Linked DNA regions of Gossypium hirsutum: region 2 is linked to region 1. Evidence: chromatin contacts called from public Hi-C data. All regions are on one chromosome and are shown on one strand. Each heading gives the region's core, a stretch centred on a gene start, on an enhancer-like site or on the middle of the called end of the contact. The rest is flanking DNA. Distances are from core to core; before and after follow the strand shown. Region 1 has its middle 8.0 kb from the start of LOC107929637. Region 2 holds the start of LOC107929675 (RGG repeats nuclear RNA binding protein A).

Evidence for each region. A called contact is a pair of places that touch in the nucleus more often than the background predicts.
Region 2: a Hi-C map of leaf shows a contact between it and region 1, with 2.2 times the contacts expected there. The contact joins the promoter of LOC107929675 here to the enhancer-like site in region 1. A contact is called at or near these places in 14 of 34 Hi-C or Micro-C datasets (anther, cotyledon, fibers and 3 more).

What each region holds. Positions count from the first base shown.
Region 1 is chrA08:106,647,253-106,650,237 of Gossypium_hirsutum_v2.1, forward strand. No RefSeq gene overlaps it. Among protein-coding and RNA genes, the nearest start is that of LOC107929637, 8.0 kb to the right of the region's middle. Within about 2 kb of position 1,414, at least 2 of the 9 cell types and tissues checked have an H3K27ac peak or open chromatin away from gene starts, as enhancers often do. A contact at or near this core is called in hypocotyl and leaf, where this site is marked.
Region 2 is chrA08:106,685,501-106,688,485 of Gossypium_hirsutum_v2.1, forward strand. LOC107929675 (RGG repeats nuclear RNA binding protein A) reads left to right here and starts at 1,554. Exons shown (of 7, transcript XM_016861167.2): 1 at 1,554-2,060. The coding sequence starts at 1,856.

The sequences.
Region 1 (2,985 bases), core at 164-2,663:
CGTTGGATATACGACTTTTGCATGACATAGCTTCATGTACAATAGTAGAATTCATAACCCAATAAAGGGTAAATGATATCCTCTCGTCGGCATTACATGATAGGTGGGAAACGAGTCATTTGTCTTAAGATGAATTATTTAATTACTATTTATTAGTAATTTATTTTTCATGAAGTAAGATGTAATGATTACCATGAAATAAAATAGGATCATATTGAGAGAACAAATTTATCCCAAAGAGATTAAAGATATCCTATGAGGGTACCACATATGACAAGGTCATTGGACAAACATTTAGTAAAGTAACTTTTGTAATGGTATATAATAGGGAAAGCTCAGTCATGGGACTTTAGTGGAATGACTTCATGACTAAATAATGTTGTAATTAAAAGACAAAGATTTGAAACTTATTTAAAAATTATTTGAACCCTAATTATATATGTCTAACCGGTTCCTCTGTTAGCTTGATATAACTTTGATGGTTTGCATTAATCGATGAAATGGAAACATGTGAAACAATGGACTAAAGAAATAGATCGCATGTATCACTATCTGCAGTGAATGCGTTTTCTCGCTATAAACAAGAAGTGACTCAAAAATTAATTTATATATTTGAATTATTATTAAATTATTCTAAAATTAAATAATTAAAGTTTGAAGAAGAAATTAAATTAATTCAATCAACGTAGTTTCTTAAGAACAAGATTAATTAAATTAATTTACTCAAATTTTAAATAGGTAAAGTGGTTATGACTTTAATTGAATTAAATTTGGGTTGAGAAAATAATTTAATAAGTATAATTAATTATATTAAATGAAAAAGTAATATTTTTGACATAAGAAAATATTTATTGGTTTTGAAATATCTTCAATAATTATCCCACAACTTCCTTCATATTCAAGTAAAAGAGTCAGCCTGGTCTCCAAATAAAAAGATAAGGACAAGCATAAAGATAAGGATAATGATAGAATAAAACATAGCCTGAGAATAATTTGCTAATAGTGTAACAATCATGAAAATCAAAGTAAAAAAAATGCCAACTTTATAATGTAGTTCAACTATCTTAAAGACGTATACAAACTGTTGTTCAAAGGTTTGTCCAAACAACTGTTCAAACAAGGACAGAACATAGTGATAAAACATGTAATTTGAGAAACTATTCAAACATGAGAAGATACTTCAAATACAAGACAACTAAGATCCCAACACTTTTCATCTTTCTATTCTTTCACCATTCAATTTTCTATCTTTTTTTATTTCCTTACAAAGGAAACACATGCCCTTGGATTCTATTTTGCCGCTGGGCATCCCATGATTAAGTTGAATTTGGGTGCGTAGTTGGGTGGATTGGTACTTGTGGCTGTTGGTAGGTCACATGAGAGAGGAATTCAAGTAATATTGTTGGTGCTTGACCTTGAGGAAGTGGACCAACAGGGCCCTTGTGTCATATAATTGGAGCTTAATTTAGGCATGATACAGGGTGGGAGGTTTATGTGCCCTGACGTTATGTAATTATCAGCCATGGCATAAAAAATTATGGTCTAATTAATTCTGCTAGTCAAATACTTTCTGGAAATAAAATCTCTTTGCAATTACAAAAGGTATAATTGTTTCATAATAGTTGTAATTTCATCCAATTATTTTGCTTTCAAAATCCAATCACGTTGAATTCCAATTGAAAAGTAAAATCTTTCCAACACTTTTTGTTTGTTCACAAAATTTGAATTCAAGATATTAATTTACTAGACTCATTTTAAAGTATTTTGTATAAAGTCTTTGTACTCTTTTGAAATTTAAAATTGATCATATATTTTATTTTTGAGATATTAAATCCTAATACTTTTTATTTAAAAATTATGGTCTCTCCATTTAACTCTATCATTACTAATGTGATAATTAGAAAATAAATATTAAACTCTCAATATTTATAATTTTTTTATTAATTTAATCATTGCTCTTTAAAAGTTAACAATTTTTTAATATAATATATATAATCTTCTTCCTTTCTCCATAAATATTTGTTACACTACAACTCTTTTTACTAGGGGTACGTTTGGTTCACTGTAATAGAAGAGAGCTGTAATTGAATAGAGCTATAATCAGTATTTCAACTGTTTAGTCGAATGGAATGATGTTGTAATAGAATAAAAAAACTAAAATGATCAAAATACCCTTAGCAAAAATTTTTTTAGGTAGATAATTATTGCTATTGTTATTAAATTTTAATAAGATTATTATTAAAAATAATTTAATAAAAATAATAAATAATTTAACCATATTTTAACATAATTATTATTAAGTATAATTTAATAAAATAATATATAATTTAATAAAATTCTTAATATAATTATTATTATATGAATTAAAAAAATCATAATATATAATACTATAAAAACTATATAATCTACTTTATTATTTTTAAACTGCACTACATATTTAATGTGTTAAAATATCATTAGTGAAACAAATAATTTAATTATTCTACAATAAAAAAATATTAGAAGTAATAAATAACTTGAGCATTATATTTCACATCCAAACATAATATTCATATATTAACAAAAAGTTACATGATTTCATTAGTTTATATGTCATAATCCATATGTTATAAAATTTTACAACCTCAAAAAGTTACAACATTGTAATGACATCCTATCATGTCATTATATCATCCAAATATTACAAACACAAAAAGTTACCAAAATATTATCAACACAAAAAATTTTTCTAACATTTTTTTCAACTCATTTAAATAACTGACTTTAAATCCCATATCAACATTAAAGGTTCCAATATTGTGCAAGTCGACTATACAGGCAACCAACGCAGCATCTTCTTCTGGAAGTCATTTCCTTTTGGATCCTCGAGAATTTTGGGAAGAAACACTTGCTTGTGAAAACCCTGACATAACTATCTTAAGAAAAAAAAACATAAGCTCAATATTATGAATCAAAAAGTCAACACTTTATAAAATTATAACACAT
Region 2 (2,985 bases), core at 304-2,803, 38 kb after region 1:
ACCCCTACCTACTGCGAGCTCCTTCTTTCTTTCAAAACTGTCTACCATCTTCTTGAAATGTGCTATGCATACAAGTTAGCCAAAGTCCGGGGCTTGTTACCCTAAGGAGTATTGTACATGTTCATTTTGCACCCCGTGATTAAAGCATCGATAGCCCATTGGTTCTCAATGTTCTTCATATTCAGTGTTACCGCAAGAAATCGCTTCACGTAATCTTAGAGAGACTCCGTTTCTCTCTATTTTACTAACATTAATCTCATAGGTATGCTCATGATCGTTCTGTAAGCCCTGAACCTTCTTAGAAACATCTGAACCAATTGGGAAAAACTTCGGATTGAGCCTTGAAGAAGAGACAAGTACCAATCATTCGCACTTCCCTTAAGCGTTGTGGAAAAAGCTTTACACTTCGCAGGGTCTAAGGCTCCAATTACATTCATATAGTCGTTATATTGCATCAAATGGGCTCGTGGGTCTCTCTTACCCTTGAACATGTCTTTTAAGACCTTAAAATCATGCAGTAGATTTATTGCTGCTACCTCCGGGGCCAATGGATTGTTAGAATAGAAAAGGTCCATGTCTCTAGACTCAGGATGCAATGTCCTCACGTCTTGCCACAATGCATCCATATCATTTTTCCATTCCCTCACATGCAAGCCTGGGCCTTCAACCTGCATAGTCATATTATCGTAAAAGTTAGAATTATCAGATTGTACCTTTCTTTTAAATTCTTCATTTCGTTTCAATAACTCTTGTTGAAAAGTCTGTTGTTGTTCAAACCGTGCATTTTGTGCAGCCATTTCTTCCCTCATAAACTTCATCTACTCTTGAAGAGCAAGGAATTGTTGCGTTGACGCTTTTTGGTTGGAAGGAAGTGACAACCCGCGACCAGAGGGAAAGTTTAAGTCGAATAGGCTTGAAACTCTCGGGTGAGTCAACAAACAAGTCTGTTCCAGCAAGTTGGCTACCATATCCCGAGGCTCCAAGTTATCCAGATGAAAGATCGAAAGGGAAATTTTCATTCGGGTAAGCCATCGTAACTTTGATAATTTTTCATCAAACTGAGAAGAAATTCGTTGGTCGAAAATATGTGCACGCTCACAGTGTCAATTGTTGAATATTTTTTCGTTATGTCTCATTGAAAGGGACAATAAAATATTTATACACATGATTATTATTCATGGAATTGACATTCTTGGTAGGCTCTATGTATGTTGGATACGTGTGTTGTTTTGGTCTGCTTGTTGGCCCCCACATGCGAAATTTTAAGCACATGCGAACTGGAATTGTGAACTACCGTTGCGAGCTCCTTTGGCGAACCCTCACCCCTTTGGCGAACCCTCACTATAAGGTCTACATGCATCTAATTGGTTGGGCCCAACTGGGCCGCGGGTAGGCAATCTAAATTTTATCTAGGTTTCATATTGGTGAACACAATTACGTAACAAAAGTACAAGGACTTAATATTTAAATATAAAAATTTAGAGGTTAATTTTTTAATTTTAAGAGGACAAAGAACTCAAAAGCATATTTAAACCTTTATTCGCTCTCAACAAAGAATTTGTTTTTTTTTTTTAAATACCGTAGTGAAGAAAGGAGACTTTTTCTGTCAGATTAGGTTTCTCTCTCTGTTAGAGTCCTATACTCTAAACTCTTATCTCTTTTGCGGCTAGGGTTTTTCTTTCTACAGTACCTCTTCTAACTTTTTTTTTTAAATTTATTAGAAGATTGGTTTGGTTTCATAACATAAAAATCTAATGGAAGTTTTGTAAGAGTAAGGGATTTTTTGGTTATTATAAAAGAAAGATTCTAAGGGGTTTGGAAGTGATTAGTGTGGATTTTTCATTCAAAAAAAGAAATGGCTGGTTTGAACCCTTTTGATTTGTTGGGGGATGACGACACTGGGGAACTATCATTGCTGATCGCTGCTCAGCAAAAGGCCGTCGCAGCGGCCACTGCCACTGCTGCTGCTCCAAGGAAGAGCCCAGCAAAACCTCAAGCTAAGACGCTGCCTGCAACTCAGGCTAAGCTTCCCTCCAAGCCTCTCCCTCCTGCTCAGGCTGGTAAGTTTTCTCTATCAAAGTGTCTCATTATTTTTAGCTCTCTGTATTGGCTCTTGAGTTTACCCGATTGTGTTAAGTTCAAGTTGCCTTTTCTTAATGGTCGAACTCTGGGGGGAGGGGGGTTTGAGTGGGTTTATGTTTATTATGCTTCGGTTTCGTTTCTTGTAAAGTGCAGTTGGACTCTGATTGTTAAAAGAGTATTTGTTGTCGGTTATTTACTTGGAATATAGTCATTGAGAGTTTCTTATCTGTATAGACTTACTTCTTATAGTGAACAGAGCAAAAGATTCCGGAACGCATATTGGTTTGTTGCTGTTATTTCTTTTCTAAAATGAAATCCAATGCTGTCAAGTTGCACTCAAGCTACTAGAATCCTTATATGTGGTATAAAAGCTTAAGATATATGGTAATGATAATAAACCTCTAAAAGATAGATCAAACTTTAATCTCATTCTCCTACAAAAAAATGAAATGTACAATTTTTTGTTGGCCAATGTGCATGGTTTTTCTTTTTTCTTTTTTTATCTCATGTCTGTTGTTGAATAATCAAGCATTGAGAAGTAGAGTGTTTGGCAGTGTTCTTCTATTCTTAGTAAAGGTAAAATTAATGAAAAATAAAATAAAAAATGAATGAACTAAAGAAAACTTCTAATCCAATGCATCTTGCCCAAGAGGTCTTGAGGCGCTTTTTTTGTTTGATGCTGAGGCGCAGTGCCAAAGGTGCATGCCTTAACTATAGAAATGAAATCTGCATTCTGTGGGGAACTTTTGTCTTTTATATCATATTCTCTGAAAGTGTCAATTGGTGTTCCATCAAAAAGGAGTTCTTTTTTGCTCCTTTTCAAAGTGCTTATGCGTTGGTATGCAATTTATTTTTACTGAAGCTTGATAGTTGTAGCTTTGATCTCATCTTGATAGTTATCAC